Linked DNA regions of Anas platyrhynchos: region 2 is linked to region 1. The links are chromatin contacts, called in public Hi-C maps. All regions are on one chromosome and are shown on one strand. The core of a region is the stretch at or near the end of the contact, and the rest is flanking DNA. Distances in the headings are between cores, read along the strand shown.

Evidence for each region. A called contact is a pair of places that touch in the nucleus more often than the background predicts.
Region 2: a Hi-C map of skeletal muscle shows a contact between it and region 1, with 3 times the contacts expected there. The contact joins two enhancer-like sites. A contact is called at or near these places in 2 of 8 Hi-C or Micro-C datasets (liver and skeletal muscle).

The regions. Positions count from the first base shown.
Region 1 is chr9:9,001,145-9,008,927 of IASCAAS_PekinDuck_T2T, reverse strand. The region is part of intron 5 of LOC110353630 (a long non-coding RNA gene); the gene reads right to left. All of the region lies in intron 1 of LOC106018674 (a long non-coding RNA gene), which reads right to left. Among named protein-coding and RNA genes, the nearest start is that of AHSG, 13 kb to the right of the region's middle. Within about 2 kb of position 2,602, at least 3 of the 8 cell types and tissues checked have an H3K27ac peak or open chromatin away from gene starts, as enhancers often do.
Region 2 is chr9:9,100,067-9,107,849 of IASCAAS_PekinDuck_T2T, reverse strand. SENP5 (SUMO specific peptidase 5) reads right to left here. Exons shown (of 10, transcript XM_038183432.2): 10 at 476-876. The coding sequence ends at 718. Among named protein-coding and RNA genes, the nearest start is that of SENP5, 53 kb to the right of the region's middle. Within about 2 kb of position 3,774, at least 5 of the 8 cell types and tissues checked have an H3K27ac peak or open chromatin away from gene starts, as enhancers often do.

The sequences.
Region 1 (7,783 bases), core at 1,353-3,852:
TCACGGGTATATTTAACCATTTCTTTAATATGTTTTGCCTGTCTGGAAGTAAGGATATTTACATTATTTATTTCACAGCTATCTGGAAAAAAAAATCTAACGAAGTGCATTTGTTTCTGACAGATACTGCTAAACTGAAACCTGGTGTATGTTCTTAGACTAAAAGTTTATTAATTTTGACTGTTCTAGGAGGAAGCAAAACTCCTTGAAGACGAGTCCTAACCTCAAAAATGTTTTTGAATAGATTTCAGGGATCTGTCTTTTGCAGCTGTATATGTGCACACACACACACACATATGTGTGGGTACAGAAGAGAGGGTGCATATGTACAGAGAAAGCAGAGAGCCTGGCTGTGTTCACCCACTGAAGTGGATAAACATCCTTGCATGGTATATTTGCAATGGTATATTTGGTCAGACTCTGCAAGCCCAATCTGTTCTCTCCCACAATCTACAGGAACCTTTCATTGGTTTCATTGGGATTTGGACTGATGGCTAGCTTTGATTTTAAGCACTAAATTTTTTTGCCACACGTACCTGGATATATGTAATGGCTAGCACACAATACTGTAAGTGCTCGGTAATCTTAACTTCAAGGACAATACAAAAACATGCTCAAAACATCAGTCAACAGACACTGGCAAACTGGCTTTTACCACATCTCTGTCAATTACTGTGCACATAAATGGTGCATCTCTTCACAGTGCAAAGCTTTATTAGCCTACAGTGATAGACAGGCAAACAAAATATGCTTTTTGTTCCTATCACTGCCACAGAAAATATGCGTCTCATATTTTAATGAATAGTTGAAGGTTACTTTAAACTTATAAAACAGGCTATGAGAGAGAATCTGATATAAGCTCCCTGCCCAAAGGCTGGGCCAGCTATACTGAAACCATTCCTGGCCAAAACCAAAGCTATTCTTTAGCATTTTCATCCCTTTCTATTTATACTGTGCATGAATGTCGCTAGCTGGTTGCAACAGAACATAGTTCACCTTATCTCTGGAGAAGCAGAGGTGTCTAGCAGTTCATACTGGTTAGCAAGTATTGGGTTTACCTTTCAGTGGCTGCTGAAAGAAATTGTCATATTGCAGAGCTGATCTCTTGTATCAGCCCTTATTGCAAATTTCAGAGGGTACAGCTAAGAAGAGGACCTCACTGTTTGAAATCCAATAAGGAAATTGATTAGCACTAATGACCTTCAGCAAAGAGGTCAAGGGGAAAAATCCCTTTCAACTCCTCATCAGCTCTGAGCAAACGAGTGCCAGATCCCACACTTCCAGCTTAACGGCACCATGGAAACCGGTCCAGGTGAACTGCTACCCGTTACAAAAATCTGTGTCAATCACATGCAGGAGGATGGCAGAAACGCTCCCTGGGCTCCCCAGTGCAGCGAAACAATGTGACTTAATGACATTTGCAGGATCCTATATGCATAGGAAGGAGAGACCAGGACTTCCTTCAGAGATAATTAAGATCAAGAATGAAGACATCATTAGGGTAAAAAAAAAGGTTAAAGCAAGGAGTAAAAACCTATGCTGCTGCATTTCAGAAGTCTTCCACCCTGGCCTTTCATATCTCTGCAATAATTTTTCAGAGTGCTTCTCCAGTGCAGGCTAGAGAGAATTTTTTATGAACTCCTGAAAATAGATTTAAAATTCACAAAGTCTCATAACAACCGCTCTGCTTCCTGCCACTCTCCTGTATGGTCGTTTTTCAGCTGAGAACTCAGCAAAGCTCAACAGACTGACATATGGCCGTGACTGGGCTGCTAAACACCCTCTGATGTTGAGGAGATGATATTCTACAGCCTTTGGCTTGTATGATTTTTAGCGGATTCAGATCTAAGCCTCTTTTGGCCTTTCAAATCCATCAGAAAAATGCTGTTACCGGAGATGTCTTAGTACCATCTACTGTTGGTGAGTCGGTACTGCACCTTGACAAATCTGTGGGTTTTGTGCTTTTTGTGCTGCCGCTTATTTATCTTTCTAGGTTATTTATTTATCTTGTAAGGTAAGGCTAATAAAAATAGAGGCCACTTAAGCAGGGGTTGTGACACCGACACTCAGGATCTCACACGTGAACACGGCGTGTAGACAAAACACGGCCTGGCCCGAGAGAGCCGGGGAGATGGAATAAATCCATCGCGGTGTCTTGGGAACAACTTTCTCACCTCCCCAGCACATACTCACACAACAAATATGGTTCCAGCTCATGAATAGAGCAGAGAGTTATCTTTTATCACTAATTTAAGCTCGCTGAATCATCTGATTAGCTCTTTTCCATACAGAAATGGAGTGGCTAGGTCAGAACACTCTCTGGTAGAAATCAGCATAGCTCCAGGGACCTCCGCTCGGGTGGATCCGCGCCAATTAACGCTGCCTCGGGTACAGAGGTCCGATAAGTGAGCCTGTGCTGGGGATTAAGTCCCCAGCAAGAGCACAGAGACGGCCAACTTTTATCTGCTGCTGTTTGTGAGCAAAGGTGAAAAGATAGTTGGTCGAGCAAACCAAAATACTGGGCCGAAAGCCAACTGGTACAACAGCACTGACACCGGCAGTCACTCCGGGCCCATGTCTGTAAAATGGAGGCTGCAGGCCTGCCTTCCCCTGCGACTCGGAGCCATTGCACTTAGGTACATATCCTTACTGACACAGTACGTAAATCTGCCTTGCCATAGGGTCTGCATGGGGTATACACTCACGTGACTTTACATCCATTTGTTTTTTCCATCTGTGATGGCAGATCTTCGACGAGATTTTTTTTATCTGCATCTACCACCCCTCCTTTTGAAGGGATACATAGACAAATACCTAATAGCTCTGCAGTCACTGCACGCCGGCCTCCCACACAGGGGAGATGGAATTATCACCACATTGCCGTTCCCTGTCTCCACAACTTCTTTTTTTTTTTTAAAGATGGGTCTGATTAGGACTCTTTGCTCTAACGAGGGCTGTTGTTGGGCCTACAGGGACAGGCCTGTGCCTGGAGCTTCCAGATCACTGCACAACACAAACACGGGCTGAGGAAGCATGGGTGAACTGCTCTGCTTCAGACAGACAGACTGTACAATCTGTCCAGCTTTTAGTGACTAACAATGTCTGAAAGGATATACCATGCCACTAAGAAAAAAACAAAAGCTTTCTTTGCTCTTACTCACCCTTTTCTTCATTTCACGAGAATAAAAGAACTGTACTTCCCTAGTCTACTTGTGCATAAGGGACCCTAAGGGACTCTGTCCATCTTAGAAGCCTTTTCCTACACCCACATAGGCTGAAGCTCGGGAGGAGCAGCCAGTATATGGTGCTGCAGGTGTCATGCCAGTTCCTTCAACAGTAGCCTTCACACTTCCCTGTCTGCTGCTCCTCAAGACATCATCAGACACAGAATTTCTTTTCAGACGCCTCCTGCTGACAGTCCAATCATCCCAAAATCAGGCCAAATGCCCACATTTTCCTGTACCTTCATGTATGCTTCTGATGAGCTTACAGCACTAACTCCCCAACCACATGGCTCAGCTTTCCTCTTTTCTTTGTCAAATTTCATTCCACTTCTGTTACTCCTGTTCTCAAGGTCACCTGGCCCATCACATAGAATATCCTGATCCTCCTTATTCATGTACCCTCTAAATATTACAAGCAACTTGCATAAGTGCATTGCTACCTGTGTGCTGAAGATATTAATGAATATATTAAAGTAGGATCTGTTTTAAGACTAACCTGAGATAACCAGGAAACTTCACTATTAGCACTCCTCCAAGCTGGTATTATTCCTTCCTGTAGAGCATATTTTTGTCTGCCATTTAGCCAGAATTGTAACACATAAGTAATATCTTCAGTAATTCCCCATGTGGCAGCTATCAAACACTTCATTAAAACCTAGGACACCTACTACGTTTTCTCTGGCTATCAAAATGGAGCATCTTAAAAATAACAGTGTGACACGACCCAATGTTGGTAAAAACTTGTATTTTATTTCACTTTCCTCTTGTTCCCCTTCCCTCCCTCTCTCATGCTATTCCTTACATGCTACTGGTACAAATTCAGCAGCCCTGTGGTTTGTACTTTTAAATATTGTTAATTTTTATTTGCTGTTCTCCAACCACAAGCCCAATGTCCCATTTGTTAGATATGCCTGGGATAAACAATTTCACTTGTTCAGTCTCTTGGAGTTCTGGGTCAAAAAGCACCTTGTCCCCAAATCCTGCTTCCCCCCATGAAAGTGCACAGAGCTCTCCAGATTTTGCTGTGGTAATTTCTTTTCTACCTCTGCCAGTAGCTTTTATATTCTTCAGGGAAGGGGAATGCAGGCAGTTTGCTGCTAATTCCTGCTGCAGTCGGAGCAAGACTACAGCTTCTGATAAAATGAAAAGCCGCAGCAATAGGTTTGTGTACTACTCAAGGCAGGCTTATATGGCTCGGGACTGTCCGTGTATGGATCACAAAGTCCACCTGCACGTCTACAAAGATGTAGCTCTTCTCAAGACTCAGTCATCTAGTTGACTGAGCCTCAGGTCTGCTCAGCTAGTGAAGTGTCCTCACACCAGCCAGCTGGGATTCAAAGACTACAGATTTGTAGGGGCAGATCCTCATCCCCAGACAGGAAAACAAGCTTTGTTGCTTCCCCAGCACTCCAAGGCAAGACCCGTGCCATGGGCTGAGGATACCAGAAGTGTTCTCAGCCTTATAGTATTTCTTCCTTTCCAACCCTTTGTTTTCTTGCTAGCCTGGCAGTCTTTTTTTCACAAGAACCCCACAGTATTTTTCACCAGGCTCTTCCCTCCTCTGGAGGGGCTTCTAGGGCTCTCCCTTCTTATGTATTTATAATAATAAAAATAATAAAATATAAATAATAAATAAAAATTTAAACAAAAATAAAAAATAATTTATAATATCTAAACATAAGTCTTCCCTGAACCTCTCAAAGAAGATGGGGGTCAGCTGAAGGTGTATGTATGCATTAATGCTCCCTGACTCCAGTTAACTCTTTCATGGGCAGTTCAGGATTTTTGCACGTGGTCTCAAAAACGTACTAAAGAGTGAGCTGAAAGAGGCTGACCATGAACTTCTTGTTATTGCAACATAATGTGATGGTCTGGGTATTTACTAGAGAAAGAAAGCGCTTTGATGTTGACTTAAATGTTGTTCATTAACTTCTTTTCCATCTCTCATGTTTCAAACTATGTTGAAACACAGTATTTGTTCCCTTGGAGAACATGTTATGTAAACGTCTGATGAAAAGTAAATATTTTTTTAAAGGAACTGGTTATAACTGCTCCAGTCTGAAACGGCTACTATAAAGGAGCAAAGAAGGTCCCTCTTTTCTGACATCACTGTGTTTAGGTAGATAAATATGACAGCCATTAGGAACAGCTTCCAGGCAACCACTAATGTTAAACCTACTGAGGCACAGATGAATATATGGGGCTGTTTATCACCCCTTCTTCAATGACACATCACTGTATTTTTTTCAAAAGTCTTGCTTAGAAATCTCAATACTCAAATTCAGCCTTGCACCTAACACATTAGTCCATATATCACAAAACTTATATGAAGGCCAGGAAAAACACAATTCCAACGCTTAGCAGCCAACATTATTGCATGGTCTTAGAAGTTCTTCACGCTAAGGCAGTATTTTCACCCACAGGTCTCCAGATACATCACCGAACAGTCCCTCAGCTTCCCCTGCTTCACACGCAAAGAAAGTCAAGTTGAGAAGAGCTGGTGCTTCCAACCACCATTGTAGTGCTGGTGATATCCTTGCTTCGAGTCGGCGCTTTGCCCTGATGATCTCCGGAGACCCCTTCCAAACGAATTTTTATGATTCGGTGACTCAGTGGGCAGATTATCCAGGTTCCGGCTGGCCGCTGTCATTTCCCTTGTGCCAGCAGAGCCGCTCACTGGACCTCTGTGAGCCCAACTCATGGATTCGGTCTGCCAAAGCACTAACCTTACCATAATGAATGATTCATGTGCTGCTGGCACGGCTCCCTGCATCACTTCACCGCATGGCAAGATGAATGACAGAGGAATGCCAGGGAAAGGTGAGAGGCTGTGGCTAGGAACAGGGGATGGGACCTCCCCTACATCAGCCGACCGGCAACGTCAAGCCATGCCTTAGGGGCAGACGTGGGAATTGTGCCTGCTCCATTCTCCGTGCCTGCCCTGCTTTCCCCAACCTGTCACAGCGTCACAGATGTGGTTGAGCACCTCTGATGGACACCTGCCAGGCTGCCCTGAGCTTGCTGCGAGTGGGAAGCATTAGGCATGGTTCCTGGCATCGGTCCGCACGCACGGAACAGCGGCTGCAGAACACCTCGCAGTGGCAGCTTTTGCTAAATACCTGCTACCAGCCCCGTCTCCTCAGTCCTCTCACAACACGTTCACCACCTCACTGATGGTACAAAGCCCTGAATTCATGATATGCCTGTCTGGGACATGTGACTGGTATGGTTTTCACACAGCTTTTTAAACACTAAAAATTATAAGCATAGAGTTTGTCTACAGGTACAATGTGCTTAACCCCATACACAGCACCTCCCCTAGTTCCTAACTACCCAGAAGCATTTTTGTTTGTAGGCTCAGGTTCTTCAGCCCTAGTAGCTTCTCTTCAACACCATGGATGCCTTTCTTCTTCCATTTTAGGTCAGATTTCTTTGTCCTTTGTTACAGAGCAAACTCGAACATCTACTCTGGGAAAAGCTGCTTGCCCTTCCATCTCTCCTACCACAAGCTTCCTATATTCTGCAAGTGTATTTAACACTGCCTTGGTATGTTTTGCCTTTGATAATTTTCCAGTAAGTTGCCCCTTCCAACATGGCCAGACTGGTTTCCCAACTCAAGCCCTCTCCATAAATCCAAAAGCCAAAAACCTGAGTGCAATCTTTAGGTATAACTACCCCACATTGTCCTTAATCTGAGGGGACAGGCTCAATAGCCCTGCCAATAAATAAGAAATAGTTGTTTTAACATTAAGAAGCATACAAACAAACAAACCAACCAAACAAACAAAATCTACATCACTTCTGGGCTGGCCTTCCTACAAGCTCTTCCAACTTACTTAATTTCAGTGGAATTTAATGGGTTTTCCTACTTTTCACTCCCATAATTCTTTTCACAGACTTCAGTGGATGGGAAGTTTCAATGTGTGGTGTTTGAGATCAAAACTGTATGTAGTTCTTCAGTCCCTGTCTCACTCTACCGATGATACCAAACGGTCTGGCTCATTGCTCCAACACTTCTTCTACAAACACTGCTGCACCCCCTCCAGGGTTTTAGGTAAAGATAAACTGGATGGAGACAGAGTGGCAATTGAGAACGGAACCAGTTACTTAGGAAATAACCTAATGGGGGGGCCCTCCAGCTGCAGAATGAGTCCTTGGACTTGAATAGTGGAAGTCACTCCTGAATAAAGCATAGTACTGATGTGCTGGAGCCAAACACACCTTCTGGCAGAGACATGCTTCTTAAGCAATTAGTACTTTTCCTGGATTCATTTGGGGCAGCTTTGGGGTGAGTTACAGTTGATTTCAGAATGCAGAAAAGACCAAGGAGCGTATACTCTTTGGAAAGTGAGCTGTCTTCTCCTTACAAACATATATCAGTCCTAACACTGGGACCCAATTGTGGCTGAAGTCTGTAGGCCCTAATTTAGTTTATCAATTAGTGATGCAAGAAAAAGGACCCTGCCCCCCACATTACTGTTATAATAAAGAGCCAAAATTGTTCATTTTACACTGAGTGAAACTTTACTTTCAGCAAAACTGAATAGAAATTATTTAAT
Region 2 (7,783 bases), core at 2,525-5,024, 98 kb before region 1:
TACAGAGGGTGGTGAGGGCTGGGAGGAAACCTCCAGGTGTGTCTGTGGCTCTCCGTGCCATGGTCCCCATGACTTGCCACCAGCCAGCGTGGCACTGCCCAACCCATCCCTCCTCCCCATGGCATCCCTCCTGTGGGTGACCCTGGGGGAATTAGGCATTAATGGAGAAAAATACATCCCCTAATCAAAAAATTATATGATCAGGTTTGTGCCCTGTGAGCCCAGGAACCTGATGGGCTTTAAATCCTCACATTTAGCTCCTGACCATGGGGAGCAGCTCCCACTCTGCTGTTGGAGGGGAAAAGAGAGCTAGAGCCCTCTGCCAAATGGAGATAGCCCTGCTCCTCTGCTGGGGGGGATCTGCATGGCTTTTCCTGGGTGGGCGACAAACCCCAGGAACCCCAGGAACCCCAAGCCTCACATCTCTGCAGCATCCCCCCTCTGCCACCCCCGGACCCAGCCCCAACCTGGTTGGGGTACGGATGGAGGAAGTTGGACCCGGTTTGCAGGGGCCGTCCTGTGGTTTCCCCCATCCCAGGCAGCACTCCCGGATCTCCGACTCAGTGCATTGCTTGGGGGGAACTGGAAAACCCAGGCTCTGGGTCAGCAGATTTTTGCTGGGGGGAAAAAAAGAAAAGAAAAGGAGATGGTTTGGCTGGCTCTAGATGTGCTTCCTGCAGCGAGAAACTCCGAGAAATCCCAGGGGGGCTCAAGGAGCTATTCTGCACCAATTTTTGGATTGCTCTTCTCCATCCAGGGCTCTTCCCTTTCCACGCTGGTTCCCGTTGCCATCCATCCGTGTCGGTGGGCCGTGCCGGCCCCGCCACGCACCGTGGACCTGGTGACGTCTCCTGTGGTTTCCAAAGTTACGACCACCTGAAATTGTGTTTAGATGAGAATAGCAGCTTTCATTAACGTGTAACACGTCCCCTGTGTGCCCAGAAAGCTCGGAAAGCAGAAGAAAAATTAAAAGCCATAATGTATTTTTTATTCTTATTGATTTTTAAGCCTATCTCATTTTGGGGACCTGGCTCGTAATTTTTGAGCACTTGTGGGATAGCGTAAGTTCCCGTGGCCTCACGGTGGGATTGTACAAAGACTTTTCCCCGTGTTTTATTTTTCAGTAACCTTGATAGCTAAACCCAGTCTCGTGGAGAAACGATTTTAATATTCAGGCTGACAAAAATAATTACTTTTCAGCATCATGGGGCAAACCAACTGATGGGGCCGCAGAAAACTCCCTGTCACCGGAGCCAGCGCGGGCAGGCTGCTCGGGACAGCTCTCCACTGGTACCCGACCCCAAATCTCTCCTGTTTTTCCTTTTTGCCTACATTTATTGCACTGCCCTGTATTAAATGGGTGGGAAGGCTGGGGGCCCCAGGATTCAAGGACATCCCCTGCCGTGGTGTTGTGGCTCGGCCAGCTGTGCAGGTGAGGACGCAGGATCAGGGCACTCGCCATCAGCTCCACGTGCACAGCCCGGCTTGGGGAGCCGTGCTTTAATCAAGGCTTCGGGATCCTTCCTTCGGCTGCCCGGGGCGGGGGGGATTTTAACTCTAAACACATTAGCGTGCGAGATTGAAAGGTAAGGCGTCCTCCCGGGGCCGCCGAACAATGGAAAGGAGCCTGGCTTTCATTTGCACAAAGCACGCAGTGGGAATTTCCCTAATCAAATAAAAAGAAAATGAAAAACTCTCTCTCTCCAAAAGTTTAATTCTCTTAATTACATTAATTGGAGAAACGCAGGATCCTCCTTTGTGCGCGTTTCTGCTCTGCAGAGGAGGGGAGGCTGCAGGAAAGGGGCTGTTTGGGGGCCACCCCACACCCACCAGCAGCATCGAGTGGGGGCAGCGTGCGAAGGTCAGATGGGGACCGACACGGGGACGGAGAAGGCACAGCGGTGACGCCCTGTGCTTGTCCTCACCACAAAAAAAAAAAAGCACAGGGAAGTAATGCCTCCTCCACCTGGGGCTTGCCCCGCGCGACCCCTGCGCCGTCAGGCGACCCGCTCACGCCTGGAAAATGTAACGGGGAGTTTCTGCAGCCGCCGCCTGCTCCAGATTCCCGTCAGGTGTCGGAAGCGAGAAGCAAAGCAGAACCAAGCTGCAAAGCGATCCCCCCTCGCCCACCGCCTGCTCGGGGCATTGCGGTGGCTGGGGGCGGCACGTGGCGCCGGTGGGGCGGGCAGCGGGGCTGGGGTCCCCCAGCAGCCCCAGGTTACCCCCCCTGCCCCTCCAGGTGCTGCCCACCTGCGTGGCCCCAATTAGCACGTGGGCTCGTTTAACGCCTCTGCGGGGAGAGCGGGGAGGTGACATCATGGAGAGGGGTGGCGGGGACGGGGGGGCTGCTTCCATCCTGCTCCACACACCCGGATGGGACCCCCCGGCCCCCCAGTTCAACCCCACTGGTTTAACCCCTTTGCTGCCAGGGAGAAGCTGCAGAACCATCCTCTGTGGGGTCGGAGATGGGCGCTGCCCAGCCCCACTGCGCCACAGTGAGCCAAGCAGGGATGCTCATGAGGTGCCTTCACCGGGGAGACCAGCTCTCTGCAGCAGGGAGAGGATGAGCAGCAGCAGCATAAAAACATCGACAAGCCCTGAAAATGCTGATTTTCCAACACTGTTTGGAAACCAGTGCCTTCAGACATCTGGAGGGCTTTGTACTTGCCCCTACACCAGGCTGAAGCTAAAAAGCAGCCAGCCCCCCACACCGCTGCTCCGATTCCACAAAGAATTAATTAATAAAGGAGAAGCACTCATGGCTCTGCAAGGTGCCTTCCTCAAAGGGTCGCAGCCTGGGTCCTGGGCAGTTTTTTTGGGCACCCAAAGGGCTCCACAGGGGGTCAGCGTTTGGGTGAGCTGGAGAAGCCGAGCTCGGTGTGGGTGCAGCATCCCCTGCCACTGCCAGCTCCGCGGCGGTCAGCCAGGGGCCCTCTCCTCGCTGACACCGCAGCAGGAAAGGTGACGCTCTCCCGTATTTAATGCATAATGGGAAAAATCTGTGCTCGCTGTATACTCACTGAAAAAAAAAAAAATGTATGCAGAAGAAAGAAAATGGACACGGCCAGAACATTTGGCTGGATGTTTTCATTTGGTTACAAAAAAAAATAAAGGGGGAGGGGGGGGAAAGGAAAGAGCCACCTTTTCAAGGGGCTCACGTCTGGAAAATTCTAGCCCAAATGACATAAGAGCAATTGAAAATGGGGATTAGAAGGGAACAGAGCATGAAACCTCAAGGATGAGCCTCAGCACCCTGCCACAGCCCCACGGTGCTGCCCAGACCCCAGGGGGAGGTCAGCAGCAGGAGGCTCCCTCACTGCAGGAGGGGTCTGGGGGGTCCTCCAGGGCATCCCCCCTGCCTTTGGGAGCAGCAAGGAGCTGCCGTAAGGAGGCATAGGTGGCACGCTGCACAACCCTTCACCCAAATCCTTCACCTCCTTTTCTCTTCGCCCGTCTCAGGGCAGGGCTGAAGGCACGGCTCACGTGGAGCCAAGCGCGTTGAACTCTTTTTGTTCCGCGCTGGTTTAGCTCAGCCGGGGCAGCTTGCTGCCAGAAGTCTCCTAAGTGAATTTACTCCTGGCTTGCAGCGGGCTGCTCCGTGCCAAGAAATGCACAGGTGCAAATTAAATCAATATACCTGGCTCTCGGTCGATGGGAGGGTCTCCGTGGAAGGGTTTGCGCGGCTCTCCCCAGATTGGGGCTTTAAAGCCAGCCGAAGCCGGAGCGCTGCGGCTTCCGCTGCAAGCACACCGTGCGGCCGCGGGGCTTTCCCAGGCCAGTGCAGCTGCAGCCTCCTCTTAATGAGGGCCAAGGACACGGCGTGCAGCAGGGGAGCACTTGGTGCCTGGCTCCCGGGGGACAGGGACACGTCCCGAGCACCGGCAGCTCGCAGGGTCCCCTGCCTCCCACCCCCAGCTCTGCGCACAAGCTCTCCATCTGGTCAGGGTCGCAGCACCTGGGATCCCACCCCAGTGCAAAGCTGACCCGGCAGCACCAGCAAGCAGGAAGGTGTTCCTGTATGTGGGCAGGATGAGGCCAATCTGCCCCAGCTCCAGGCTGCTCCAGGTGGCCAGCGTTAGGTGAGGCTTGGCTGGGAAGGTGTGGCCGGCCCCATGCCCCTGGTCCCTGATTTTTCCTTCTGCTGCCACCCATGTCCTTCACGTGCCAGTCCTAATCCTCGATGAGGCAGCTGCAGGGCAGTTTGGTGCTTCCACAGAGCAGTGCTGGGGTGCGCTGGCACAGCTTCATCCTGGGGTGCTCAGCTGAACAGGACCCCATGGAGGTCCTGGGCACGGAGCGGGGAGACGCCCTGCGTCGGGGGAGCGTGCAGAGACCTCCGCTGGGAAGCAGCTCTTGGGCCAGGAGTCAATGAACCCAGCCACGGCCTCTCCACTGTTCATTTTATTGTTATCTGTGTTATTTACAGCCGCCCAGGCGGCGCCGGGACGGGACATTGCACCACCCAGGCAGAGCTGCACATCCCAGCACCGTCCCTGGCTGGGCAGCGTCGGAGGCACCCACATCAGAAACCCCCTCACGAGCACGGGGAGAAGGGCAGGATCGGTGGTGTTATTTTACTTAATTTATAACTAAATGCCCCCAGAAGAGTTTAGCCCTTATTACCGAGATGTAATGGCCTATTAAGGGAGCAACATTCCCTGGAAAGCCGCCCGGTGTCAGTGACTCCTTGCGGAGATAAGGACTTAATAATCACACGTGGAGCTATTTGGGGTGAGGACGCACGGAAACACGCAGCCTGCCCACGGCTGCGGCCCCACAGGAAGCAGCAGCGGCGTTCCCGACAACGGGAAGCCGGGCTGGGGGCTCTGCCGATGGAGGGGGAACCCCCCCACCACTTGTAAATCCCTAATTCCTCGCTAAATGCTTCGTAACAACAACACATGGAAAGTGCTGTCAGAAACCCCTCATTTTCTTTTACAGTAAAGTCATGCCCCGGGGCCAAAGAAAGGAGTAACAACAACAACAACAAAATTGCTCAATCACGGCTCAAAGCACCAATCTTCAGCATCTTTGCAGGTTCTTCGACCTGTTTTCCCACAGTCCTTGGGGCAGGGCGGAGAGCTCCAGCCCCGAGTGTCTCCTACCATTGCAATCAATTAGCTTCAAATGGTGTTTTCAGAAAAAGAGGTCCCTCCTCCCGCCCCCATTCCTCAGTGCATCATTCCTAAGTGCGATGGGCTCCTTCGCTTCCGAGTTTGTTATTGAACAGGGAACATTTTCTCAGCTAAAAGTGCGGCTGAGCGATAAGGCCCATGCAGGAACTGATAGAGACTTTGCAGATCGAATATGATGTTGTTTATTTGACTATGATGTATATTTAAAGGTCTCAGTTACAATTGGCCCCAGGCAATCTCTAATGAGCTGCAGCTGCCTGGACTCTCATTAGCTTTAATGACATCTTCTCAGTACATTTTTCTTGGGGTAAGACCTTGTCCTTTCTATGGTTGCGCGCACACTAAAACCAAGAGACATCTCACCCTAAAAGGGCAGCCAACTCAAAACAGTGGAGCAATGATAAATGATGCAAGTGCCCAGAAGAGACAAACCTTTCCTGGAAGAGTCATTGTTTATTTAAGGCAAACTAAATGTAATTTACTTTGGCACGCCTTAGAATTAGTCTGGGAGGTATTTGCGTAGAGGCTCAAAAAAATAGGTAACAAAGTCGCCGTGTGTGTTAGGCAAAGATCAATTTGCAATTTCCCTGATTTTTTGCCATTCGTCTTACTCAATGGGCAATGATCCGCGCTGCCGAGACCCGCTGCCCTCCGTGCAGAGGGAGCAGAGCAGCAGGGAGATCGGCTGGAGCAGGGCTGGTGGCACAAGCCAGGAGCACCAGCGGCAGCACCGCCGGCACCGCCGCGCTCAGCACCCCGGCACGGGCTGCACGCCCTCGGGGCTGGTGCCTCTGGTCCCTGCCCCGCTGTGCCGAGCGCCCTCCTCATTTTTTTGCTCAGCGGATGTCTTCTGGGGCTCTGCCCCTGCCGGAGCAGAGGCCTTATCCTGCCTCCATCTCTTCTTCTGAGAATTGAGGGAGCGGTCATTAATCATCCGAGCCGTCCCCTCCGTGGGTGCACAATGGCCTTCTTTATCCCGCGCTTCGACAGCCCTGACATGTACAATAACAATCAGGCTGGACGCATCTGTATTGCACCAAAGAGACTGGCTCAAAAGGTTCCTCTGCAACATTTCGGGTCATAGTTAAAATATATTGGTTTATTGTGAGGCGAGCGGTGCAGATCGTGTGGGAGATGCGTGCTGGTTTCTAGGTAGCGCTGCGGCATCTCGAAGCATCCTTCCCGCTGCGCTGCCACCCTGGCTCCTCCAGGCACGGAGCCTGCTGGGTGGGAAGGTGACGTGTGATTTTCCAGGGTGAGTTTCCATCGTGACCATTTTCTCAGGGACTGTTTCCAGTGGGGAACTTTGTCTCTTTCTCACTGAGCCACGCAGAGCTTAGGGACACCCCGTCCCAAAACGAGTGCTGCTGACAGCACGCGATGGGCAGCAAGGCACCACCCCTCCTACGCCAAAGCACCCGGCAGAGATCAGAGCGAGTTTGTATCTCCAGACTGATACCTCAAACCAGTCCTGCAGCCACAGCCAGACAGCCAGGGATTTCGCCCTCTTCGGTGAAGCAGGATGGAAATTTGCCCACGTGCTCCCAGCTGCGGACTTCTCGGGTGTGAGGACGGTTTGCAGGAGAGCAGCCCGACCTCGCGGCCGCAGATGTGCACCAAATGTCTGCGCTGCCCATGTGGAGGGGTGGGAGAGGAAAAGCCCAGGGCAGCAACCCCTGGGGAGCGGAGGGGAAGGGGGACTCCGAGGAGAGCAGGAACACAGGCTGGAAAGGCGGGGAGCCGCTTCACCCGTCCTTAGCAAGTTTAAAGCTGGGTTAGGAATTTCTAGGCCCTCCTTAAATTCCTGGGCTCCAAAACGCCTCTGAACTAGCAGAGGTATTTCTGGACAAGTTGCAGGAGCTACCAAATAACCAGGGAGCACTAAAAAAATAAAGAGAGGAGGGGGATGGGGGAAATAAAAACAGGAAGCAGGTGGGGTTTGCTTTTCCCTTTTTCTCCCCTCATTGTTTCCCTGCTTCTTGCAGGGGAAAGCTGTGTCTCCAAAGCTCAGCTTGAAAAGTTCTCCATGAAATAAAAAAACAACCGAGTTCACAAGCCCTGGGGGTCGGGGAGGGGCGCAGAGGAGCAGCGGGTCATTGCCCAGCTGCTTGGGGCTGGAACCCAAATGGGCTGCGTCCTACCCCAGCTCTGCCCTAAAAACAGTGCCCAAACCCCCAACCCTGTCCCCAGCTGCAGAGGAGCGATGGAGCTTCTCCAGCTCTTCTCCCACTGTCCAGCTCTGTGAAGCTGTCCCACAGCTGGACACAACATCCCCAGCACCAAGCAGACTGCGCCGAGGCCGGCGTGCACGCCTTGCCCTTTTGCTCTGCTCCAGGATCCTGTCCAGGATCCCGTGTTTCTGAAACACATCCTTGCTGCTGGCTGTCTGCCCTGGATTTTAGACATATATATTCATATATATTCTTTCTTTTTAATTTTCTGACGTTTCTAAGAAGCAATGCAGGAAAAAAAAAGAGAAGATTTTTTTTTTCTCCCTGATCACAGCACACAAAGAACTGGCGAGCACGCAGGCCCCGGCCCCAGCAGCTCGCCCTGGAAGCCGCGCCGTGCCGCGCCGATGGCAGCTGTTCAGGAGGGCTGCCTGGTGTTGTGAGACGTGTGCTGGGTGGTATCAACCCCTTGGCAGC